Regions from separate parts of the Mus musculus genome. Here regions 1 and 3 are each linked to region 2. Evidence: chromatin contacts called from public HiChIP or PLAC-seq data. All regions are on one chromosome and are shown on one strand. The core of a region is the stretch at or near the end of the contact, and the rest is flanking DNA. Distances in the headings are between cores, read along the strand shown.

Evidence for each region. HiChIP or PLAC-seq counts read pairs in DNA pulled down with a chosen protein or histone mark.
Region 1: a contact with region 2 is called in an H3K27ac HiChIP or PLAC-seq map of epiblast stem cells, with 3 times the contacts expected there. The contact joins the promoter of Glud1 here to the promoter of Anxa8 in region 2. A contact is called at or near these places in 6 of 39 promoter capture datasets (the 3T3-L1 cell line, 3T3-L1-derived adipocytes, cranial neural crest and 2 more), 1 of 484 Hi-C or Micro-C datasets (cerebellar granule neurons), 7 of 115 datasets of contacts at active chromatin or transcription factors (VIP interneurons, embryonic stem cells, epiblast stem cells and 3 more) and 1 of 9 other capture datasets (pancreatic islet).
Region 3: a contact with region 2 is called in an H3K27ac HiChIP or PLAC-seq map of embryonic stem cells, with 5 read pairs. The contact joins the enhancer-like site here to the promoter of Anxa8 in region 2. A contact is called at or near these places in 3 of 39 promoter capture datasets (frontonasal cranial neural crest, hippocampal neurons and neural stem cells), 2 of 115 datasets of contacts at active chromatin or transcription factors (both in embryonic stem cells) and 4 of 9 other capture datasets (adipose tissue, embryonic stem cells, liver and 1 more).

What each region holds. Positions count from the first base shown.
Region 1 is chr14:34,309,260-34,312,833 of GRCm38.p6, forward strand. Glud1 (glutamate dehydrogenase 1) reads left to right here and starts at 1,468. Exons shown (of 13, transcript NM_008133.4): 1 at 1,468-2,083. The coding sequence starts at 1,639. It overlaps Shld2 (shieldin complex subunit 2), which reads right to left and starts at 1,258. Exons shown (of 10, transcript NM_001360074.1): 1 at 908-1,258.
Region 2 is chr14:34,084,425-34,087,562 of GRCm38.p6, forward strand. Anxa8 (annexin A8) reads left to right here and starts at 1,555. Exons shown (of 12, transcript NM_013473.4): 1 at 1,555-1,652. The coding sequence starts at 1,632. The region is part of intron 1 of A630023A22Rik (RIKEN cDNA A630023A22 gene); the gene reads right to left.
Region 3 is chr14:34,257,187-34,260,296 of GRCm38.p6, forward strand. It overlaps Shld2 (shieldin complex subunit 2), which reads right to left. Exons shown (of 10, transcript NM_001360074.1): 4 at 2,439-2,546. Among named protein-coding and RNA genes, the nearest start is that of Syt15, 39 kb to the left of the region's middle. Within about 2 kb of position 1,510, at least 7 of the 459 cell types and tissues checked have an H3K27ac peak or open chromatin away from gene starts, as enhancers often do. A contact at or near this core is called in embryonic stem cells, where this site is marked.

The DNA of each region.
Region 1 (3,574 bases), core at 218-2,717, 220 kb after region 2:
TCACTGGGAAGGAAAGCTCAATATTGCTTTAGAGTTCGCTGAGATAAATGAATGCAACTTAACTGGTCTAGGTTGTCACTTCACGTGTACAAAACATTTTAAGAACTAAGAATTTCTCTTTCATGCTTAGTAGATGAATAAAGTCATGTAAGAGATGAATAGTGTCACAAAGTCCAAGGGTTTACAAAATCGCCAAGGCACTCTGGGGTGATTTTACTAGTAATGTGGCACGTGATAGGTAGCTTGACTTAAAGGATGTTAGTGTGTGTGTGTGTGTGTGTTCAACTGGATTTTCTTGTAGCTTTGTTTGAGAAAAATGAGTATCTCATGTTGCCCAGGCTGGAATCAAACTCTATCCTCCTGCCCCCACCTCTCAGGTTCTGGGGTTCCCAGAGTGTAGCACTCAAGCCTGGCTACCATTGTGAAAATTATAACTTAGTAATCAGATCCTAGACCATTTAAATAATATGTGTATGTATATATATATGTATATATATGTGTGTATATATATGTGTGTGTGTATATACACACACACACACACACAGGATGTCACATTCCTTTAATCTAAGCACTCAGGCACTCAGACAAGGCCAGCCTGATCCATAAAGTGAGTCGCAGAAATTAAATATATATACTGAGACATTATATTTCTAGTTTACTTTAGGACGTGATTCCAAAAGAGGGGCACACACTCAGTCAATGGTGGAGTTACAACTATGTGCGGGTGTGCTGACTCAAGCCTGTAATCCTAGCACTCAGGGGAGTGGGCTGGGGGAGCAGAAGCAGGCAAGTTCCCATGAGTTCTGGGCAAGCCTGGGCTACAGGGGCCCTGACTTTTCAAAAAAAAAAAAAGGTAAAATAAAGTGGCACGCGAAAGAGTCAACAATGCTTTGCATAACTGTTTTACCTCAAAATCGCTGAAGTTGCCTACAACAAATTAAAACCTTGTGCAAAGTAAAGGCCTGTGGGGTCAGGGCCTCCCTCCTGTCCTGAGGCTTCTTGCTTTCCCGGTTCCTCAACAGTCGGATTCGGGATGAGTCGGGATTTGCCCCGCGCCTCTTCGGCTTCGGCGCGGCGTCACTCTCCGGCCGGCCGCGCAGCGGATCCGCACACCGTTCCGGCCCAAGGCGGAAAGGAGGGGCCTGGTGACTCATGCGGCCGGGGCTGCTGGCCAGCCAGCGAGGCCTCCCTGCAGTCCGCTTCCACCTCCCAGGCCGCCGCGCGTGCACACGGGACCGACCTTCCGGGCCGCGGCCGCGTCCGACCGCTCTCAGGAGCCCAGGCCTCCGGGCCGCAGCCCGCGCGCGTCCACGCTAGCCCCGCCCCCGCCCGCGAGCATGCGCACCAAGCCCATCTGCAAAGGCGCGCCCCCCGCCGCCGCAGCCGCACGCGCCGCCGCCTGGAGGCCGGGCAAGGCCGCGGCGGAGGCGAGGCCCAGCGCCCTGGGCGGCGCGCGGCCGCCGAAGTCCGTCCTCCCGGTGGGGCGACAAGCGGCGCAGGGGAGGGGACAGCCAGACAAGCAGGAAGCCGCGGCTTAAAAGGGCAGCTCGCGCCCAGCCCTTCCTCCCCGCGGTCCAGGCCTGCGAGCTCCGGTCTTTACAGCTCCCGCCGCACTCGCCTCAGCCCGCCGCCGCCGCCATGTACCGCCGTCTGGGCGAAGCGCTGCTGCTGTCCCGCGCCGGGCCCGCTGCCCTGGGCTCTGCGGCTGCAGACTCAGCCGCGCTGCTGGGCTGGGCCCGCGGACAGCCCTCCGCCGCCCCGCAACCCGGGCTCACGCCGGTCGCCCGGCGCCACTACAGCGAAGCGGCCGCCGACCGCGAAGACGACCCCAACTTCTTCAAGATGGTGGAGGGCTTCTTCGACCGCGGCGCCAGCATCGTAGAGGACAAGCTGGTGGAAGACCTGAAGACCCGGGAGAGCGAGGAGCAGAAGCGGAACCGGGTGCGCGGCATCCTGAGGATCATCAAGCCCTGCAACCATGTGTTGAGCCTCTCCTTCCCCATCCGGCGCGACGACGGCTCCTGGGAGGTCATCGAAGGCTACCGGGCCCAGCACAGCCAGCACCGCACGCCCTGCAAGGGAGGTGAGCGCCCTCCGGCCCCTTTCTGTCCTCCCTCCCCTCCAGACTCCCGTAGCCCGGGCCGCTACTCGGCCCAGCCCAGTTCTGCAGGCCGTGCCCCGCTTCGGGCTCCCCCGCCTCGGGTGTGGCAGCCTTAGAGGATACTGATTTTTTTTTTCCGCCCTAAAACTACCACGTAATATGCCAGCCTTTTTACTGGGCAAGTCTTCACCCCAAGCCTCTGCTTGTGTTGATGCTGACTTCACTGAGGACACTGTACAGCTTTTCTTTAGCCTCGGTGCCTGTCATGTCATAGACCGTGAACCCTTAACGCCAGCAGCCGACGATACAAGAACAGAGAAAAATTATCTTCTTTTTGGAGTTGGAATCTTGAAAGTTTGATTAACCAGCGCAGCTTACTAATCTTCTAAATTATTATAATTTTACACTGATGGCTTTTTGTGTTGTGCCTCTTTTCTCCCCTTGGAAAATGTAAAATATCGAGCAGAGTAAGGTCTCTGACAAACAGGGCGACCTGACATTAAATCTAAAGGGTGTAGACTACAGAACTGCCTGCCAGCCAATAGAATGAAATAGCCCTGGGGGTGTGTTCTTGTCCTGGCTAGTACCAGAATTGAGCCTAGGCAAAAGGTAGAGTCCTTAGGGAGTTGAATCAGTTAGATTTGGTAGTTACCAGGGTATCCTGTGGTTTAAACTTTTGGGATGTGTGTAGATTGGCTTACAGCCTTTTTTTAGGGAAGAAAAATACGTTTTTCATTTTCTCTCCACTACAGTACACAATCATACAGCGTTAAAGGTGCTTTAAAAAAAAAAAAGACTATTAAAAGAAAAACCACCTTTTTTCTGTTGCTTAAACTTAATGTATTGAGTAGGAGTCTTGATGGAGGTTGAATTGGCAAGTGAGCAGAGGTTAGACTAGAACAGTGATTCATTTCATTGCAACTTCATAACTGTAATTTTGCTACTGTTAGGAGTAGTTATGTAAATATCTAATAGGCAGGATATTTGATATGCAACCCCTTCAGGGGTTACGGGGGACCCACAGGTTGAGAATTGCAGGACTAGACCTTTGTCTGCCTCGGTTCTGTCCAGTAGTCTTTTTACTACCAGCTGACTAAAAACTATAGAAATGTTTCTGCACTGGAAAAACTGGGGCTGTGATGGTGTTCCCAGTGGTGGAACAAAGGTTGTGGCAAAAGGTTTAATGATTTACCAAATTCGCATTGAGTCTACCCAAGTCTAGGATCTCCCTTTGGAGCCTAATTGTCCCTTAGCCCTGTAGTTCCCTCTGCTAGAAGCCATTGGAACCACTTTGACCTCTGATTTCCCATGCAGCTCAAAATTATATAAAAGGGGTAGTCATTCTCCTACACCTCACCTTCCTCTTTCTTCCTTCCCTCCCTCCCTCCCTCCCTCCCTCCCTCCCTCCCTCCCTCCCTCCTTCCCCCACAAGCCGGGAACTCAAATTCTACCCCCCTCCAGAACAAACAAGGA
Region 2 (3,138 bases), core at 305-2,804:
ATCACTTTGTGCTGAGGCAGCTGGGACCGTCTTCCTTTCGCTGCATTGCACTGCACTGTTGCTCAATGGATCTCCAGGTTCCCTGCAGCTCTGCTCAGTAGCTGCCTTCCCAGGGCATGGCTACCTTCCTCCTCTCTGCTTGCCAGCCCAGATCCATCCCTACCCATCCCTGCCCACGCCACAAGAAAGAGATGACAACTCTGTTTGTAGAACAAAGAACACTGGAGTCAGGGGTGGGAACTTTGAACATTTCACATCACGGGACCATTCATAAAAGGCTGTTCTGCAACCTCGGTGGCCCCACAATGGGGTCTGAGCTGGATCATGAGATGCTTGACTCCTCTGCAGGGCATATGAGACAGCTTTCTCTCCTGGTTCTGAAATGGACTCCTGGCATCATGCAGAGTGACATGGACCGGGAAACTGCCTATGGCTTCTTCATGCTGGGTAGCCTGTACATAATGTAGGGTCGAGCCTCGTGTGTAGACTGCTGGGGACCCAGGCAACTGTGGCTTGCAGGTCCTGCTGCTGGTATGAGGGCAGTGTTGGCTTCCAGCTTGTTCTGGGCTTGTGCTATAGGCCTCTACATGGACCAGTTAAAACTGGACTGGACATGGAATTGGTGCCTGAGGCAGCCAGTACAGAAGGCCCTAATGAAGCAAGGCTGTCAGGACTGGCTGGGGCTGAAGACTGGGACATTAAAACCTGACCCTTCAGAAAGAAAAAGAAACATTCTGCAAGGTTTCCTTGGATTTAAAAGTCATCATGAGGGCTGAGAGCTTTAGGAGCCTTCCTGGAACTGGGTGATGCTCCCAGAGGCAGCAGCCTCACACTGAAAGGTAGCTAGCTAGGAGCTAGCTTAGTTAAGGGATCCTATAAGAAGAGTTGTGCTGAGGGAGAGTTGAAGAAAAGTAGGAAATTCCCAAAATTGAGCTTCTTGGAAGCTAGTTGGGAATAGTACTCCTGCCCCTTGGCAACTAGCATCTCCTACCCCGCCCCTCCCCATGGGAGGCAGCAGCCTCTCACCCCATGAGAGTTGGTACACAGTCACTCTGTTGTCACAACAACTGTCATTTAAGCAAATAATCTAGGTGCTTGCGAATGGTTCCCTCTAGCACAGGAACTCATACCTGCTTCCTAAGACTGTGATCATGACCCAAGGATCCGTCGTTACAAGATGGTTAAAGAGGAATTTAGACACAGTGCACCCCAGGGAATAGGGGTGGCTGTTTCTGTGTCCTTTGCTGAACTCATTGTGCTGCTAAGTATGCAAAGATGGCAGTAAGCAGAAGGGCTGCGCGCTGCCGGTCCCTTCTCTCTGTGATTGAGGTCTAGCCAACCTCAAGAAGCTATAGCCATGTTTACTTTCAAACGCTACCTCAGAGTTTCCAAGCTATGTGACAGCCACAGCCCAAACATTCTCAGGGCAGGCCCGGGCAGTGTCTGGGTGGGGTCTGGGAGTCACAGGAGGGGCCCAGAGCCAAGCGGAGCCTGAGGTGGAGGGAGGGAGGGCTGGGTGGGGCTGGACCTGTGTACACAACCACACCTACTATCGGGGAGTAGCTGTGTCCAGTCACTGAGCAGAGGCCAACTAGTGTTTCTTCATCTCCCTGGGAAAAGCAGCAGACAGGATGGCCTGGTGGAAAGCCTGGGTAAGTTGAAATGGTCTGGGGAGATGGGTCCCTAGTCCTTGTTGGGAGTGTGGAGGACACAAAAAGTAAAGCTGAACCTGCGAGGCCAAGTCCCGGTGAGGAAACTGGGAGAAAAACCCTGTCCACGCTTAGAAAAGTTAAGGTTTGAAAGGTAAGACAGTTAAAAATAAAACAAGAACATTTTTTTTTTTAATTTTTAACTGCAAAGAGAAAGCTAAAGGATTCGAGTGTCCAGAGGGAGACTTCTGTAGGGGAAAAGCTACTTTAGTGCCTCTGTGGATATGTGCAATGTGTGAGTTTGTGCTTGGAGAGACTCTAGCAGGCTGCTCCTTGCAGAAGTAGCAGTGTGTGAAAGGCGCTAGGGGGCCCAGGAAGTTGACTTTGGAAAACATTGCCCTGTTTGAGCATTTGAATGTTCAGATGGGTTGGATCTAGGTCTGGAGAGGATCCCGGATGGAAGGAACATCGAGGGACTTGAATGACAGGCTAAGGGGTTGGAGCTCGACTTCCAAACAGTACGGAGCCACCTCTACCCACATGTACAGCCGAAACACCTCATGGGCAGGCACACGGCTACATGTGCTATGCACCTTCCTCGTCCCAGCTGGGGCACTCAAAGAGGGAAAAGCTGAGGTTCTGGGACACCAGGTAGCTTGCTCAGGTCCCTCGGACAGCTTAGACTAGAGAAAGCCCAAAGTCTCTGCACAGTCTCCGGGCTCCTTATAGGCAGAAGATCCAAGTTGGCCCAGCTTCAGGAAAATCTTTGTTGCTGTGCCACCACCCAGAGAGAAGCTGTAGGTGTAGATGCCCCGGGAAGGGGGGGGGGGCGTCTCTGGACAGATAGGACAGACTAGAAGGCAGGAAGAGATGAGCTATCATCCTGACCCTCAGGAGAAAGCAGCCCGAGCAGTGGCTGTGCATAGCTTCACAGCAGCTGCTGGCAATACGCCTTGTGCAGGTGCACACAGCAGGGCTCTGAGTGTTGGGCAGTTCCTGCAGTCAGATGCTGGCCAAAATAGCCTGATTCTAGGCCCTGCACTCCATAGGGCAGGGGCAGGGGCCATCCTCTTGGGGACCTGATTGGATTGGTTGGTACTCTCAGAACCTTCTGTATGGATGGGGACACTCCTGTCGGCATCTCTCACCACTGTCACTGGAACCTCACAGCAAGTCTGTAGGATGGGTGGCTTTACACACAAGGGTGGAAATGGAGACTCCAGTACCACAGCTGCCACACTAGTAAGGGTTTAGGTCTGGGCAGCCTGGGTCCGGATGCACTCAGTCATCCAGCATCTCTGACCCTTGGGAGAGCAGACTCAGGGCAGCAAGGCTTCTGTATCTGTCCAGGCTGCCAGTGAGGACCAAATGTCCCCTGAGTACAAAGTTGGATTAAATACAGGACTGGAGAGGTCAAAAGAGTGACAGAGAGTGCCTGTCTTCAAAACAGGTTCCCCCTTTGTGGTGAAGAGATCAGACAAAAGTATGC
Region 3 (3,110 bases), core at 260-2,759, 170 kb after region 2:
ATACAGCATGCTCTACGTGACCTTGTTTACATACAGACCTAAGCTACTAAGGACACCAATTAGAACTTCTGTCTCTTTAATTACATTTTGTATATTAGAATTGTCTTGTGCCATTAGGGAAATGACTTCTCAGGGAGTTTCTTAGAATTTATTACTCAGAACATCTCTTAGAATGGACTGAGCTTTTTAAAACTAGGATGACAGTAAAAGTGAGTGAAAGGTATTGTTGGTATGAGTCCTATATTACTTATTTCTGTGGTGTCGAGCATCAAATCCATGGTGATGCACATGCTATAAGCCAGTGTACTGCCACAGCACAGCTTGATTGTATTCATTTACTAAAATCTATTTTTGATAAACATAAAAATTATAGAAATTAATGTGATGCCATGTAATGCTTCAAAAAATAAATATATCATAAAACCTTTAAAACAAGTTAGATACATCTCTCTCCATATAAATTTTTGTTTCTTTATGGTGAAAACATTTCAAATACTTAACTCTAGCTTTATTACAGCCACTCTACTGTGGAACAGACACCTCACACAATTTTTCTTACAGGTATTCTAAAATATGCCATTAAAGCTGTAATGTATTCCTACTAAGAAGGTCTATTTCTTTTACTTACTTTGAAGTGTTAGGGACCAACCCAGCGTCTCCAATTTTTGTTAAGTGTCATTGCCTAAGCTGGCCTCTATAATATTCTATATCAGCTTCCCAAGTAGCTATGATTTCAAGCATGTGATACTCCACATGGTTTATTTATTTATTCAGTTACTTATTTGTGTATTTTGAGGTGCTAAAGATCAAACACAAAGCCTTGCATAGAGTAGGCAGGTCCTCTATCAGCTGCTACACTCCAGCCTATGCAAAGTCTTTAAAATAGTATAGCCAGATGGAAAACAGCTTAGTCATTTCTTTTTGGTGGTGGTGGTGGTGGTGGTGGTGGTGGTGGTGGTGGTGGTGGTGGTGGTGTGTGTGTGTGTGGTTGGTTTGTTGGTTTGTTTGTTTGTACTGAGATATGGTTGCTCTGTGTAGCCTGGCTATCCTGAAACTTGCTCTGTAGACCAGGATGGCATCCAAATCAGAGGTCCATCTGCCTCTGCCTCCAGAGTGCTGGGATTAAAGGTGTGCACCACCATGCCCCGGCTGGTAATTTCTTATAAAACAATTTATGTATTTGGAATGCACCCTAGAAATCTGTGCCAAAGATCTGAACATTTATGTTCACACAAAAATCTATACTCTTGCCCCAGTACAGGGGAATGCCAGGGCCAGAAAGAGGGAGTGGGTGGGTTGGGGAGCAGGGTGGGGGGAATGTAGAGGGGACTTTCAGGATAGCATTTCAAATGTAAATGAAGAAAATATCTAATAAAAATTTTTTTAAATCTATACTCTTAAAAACCTCAAAAGAGAAATAACTCAAATGTCCTTCAGCCAGTGTGTTGTGGGGCTAATTATATTTGGTGTTAATTCCGTTCTCCAGTGAGGGACTGAGAACAAGGAATGAGTCAGCACTCAGGTGATTTCCTGTAAACCTGCTTCCCACCTTAATTTGTAAAATAAAGGAGAGCTGATGACTGGGCAGATAAAAGGGAAGGTGGAGCAGAAGGGAGGAAAAGGAAGGAGAAAATGGAAGAGGGAGATGACACAGAGGAGGAGGAAGCTGAAGAAAAGCGGAGCAGAAGCCTGGAGAAACGGCAAGTTCTTAGGGGTCTCATAAGATGTGCAAGATGGCAGTGTAGTGGTAGGCGCACAGCATGTAATCATATTAACTGTGTCCTGTTTTCATGCTGGGGCATATTTGGGAGTAGATTTACTGCAACAATACTTTATGTGATTTATAATATACAAGTTCATTTTTTTTTCTCCCTCTTTTCTCTTCTAGGCACACTGCTGCTGCCACCTGGGGGCTAGGAGCCCCTGTGTAGCCCTACCACAGCCATCCTTTTAAGTTCTATTTTCAATATTTTTGAAAAATAGCACTGGGTGGGGCCCTGGTTTCAATACTAATATTGCAAAATATAAAATAAAACAAATGAGTTCCAGTTTCAGCTTACAAATGAAAATAGCTGTTTAGAAAAAAACTTTTTGTACTCAAATCTTTCCTAACATATTTGTCTGCAGACTTACAGTGGATTTACAATGAGGTAACATTACAGTAACCCCACAAAAAACTAAAGATACAACAAAAATGTGTTAAATATACCTAACCTACCATCTGTCCCCACTTAGCAACACAGCACAGTGTGACATCTCAGTGATTCACCTTATAACCAGATGCTGACTGCAAGCCATGGATCGCTGCCACTGGGAGCATCACAAATGCAGAAAAGATCAAAATCCAAAGTATGTTCATACTGGTTTTGTACTATCCTAAGGCCAAAAAGTCAAAAATTAAAACATCCTAAGTTCAGCATATTCAAAATATGTCTTACATTTTTCAGGCTGGACATATGAATAACTTCCAAGATTTAGTAACTGACTTGTAAATGTTGATTGGAGTACTGTCTCACCAATCCACTGATCCTCATAAAGAACAACGTCTAAAAACAAAACAAAATGAAATCTGGTCACACCATAAACTCCTTTAGACTGTGGTTAACTTGTTAAACACATAGTAGCAATAGTAACCAATCATAGCAAGACATGATGCACACATCTCACATACCAGGCAACTAAAGTTGTTAGGCTGAAAGACCCACCCAAAGGCTCAAAACGATAAAACAGCAAGTTTAATTTCTTTTTTTTTTTTTTTTTTACTTTTTTTTTTATTTATTTATTATATGTAAGTACACTGTAGCTGTCTTCAGACACTCCAGAAGAGGGAGTCAGATCTCGTTAGGGATGGTTGTGAGCCACCATGTGGTTGCTGGGATTTGAACTCTGGACCTTCGAAAGAGCAGTCGGGTGCTCTTACCCGCTGAGCCATCTCACCAGCCCGCAAGTTTAATTTCTGACCCTAGACCTTAGCCTTCTGAGGCATGAGCAAGCCAGGCTTCACCTAGTCTAGGGCAAGAGGAGGAAGCCACATTCACATTGCTTTCAGCTAAGCTTGCCTTTCCCACCCCAAACCCCACTACTTTTTCCCAACATGCAGCATAGGAATG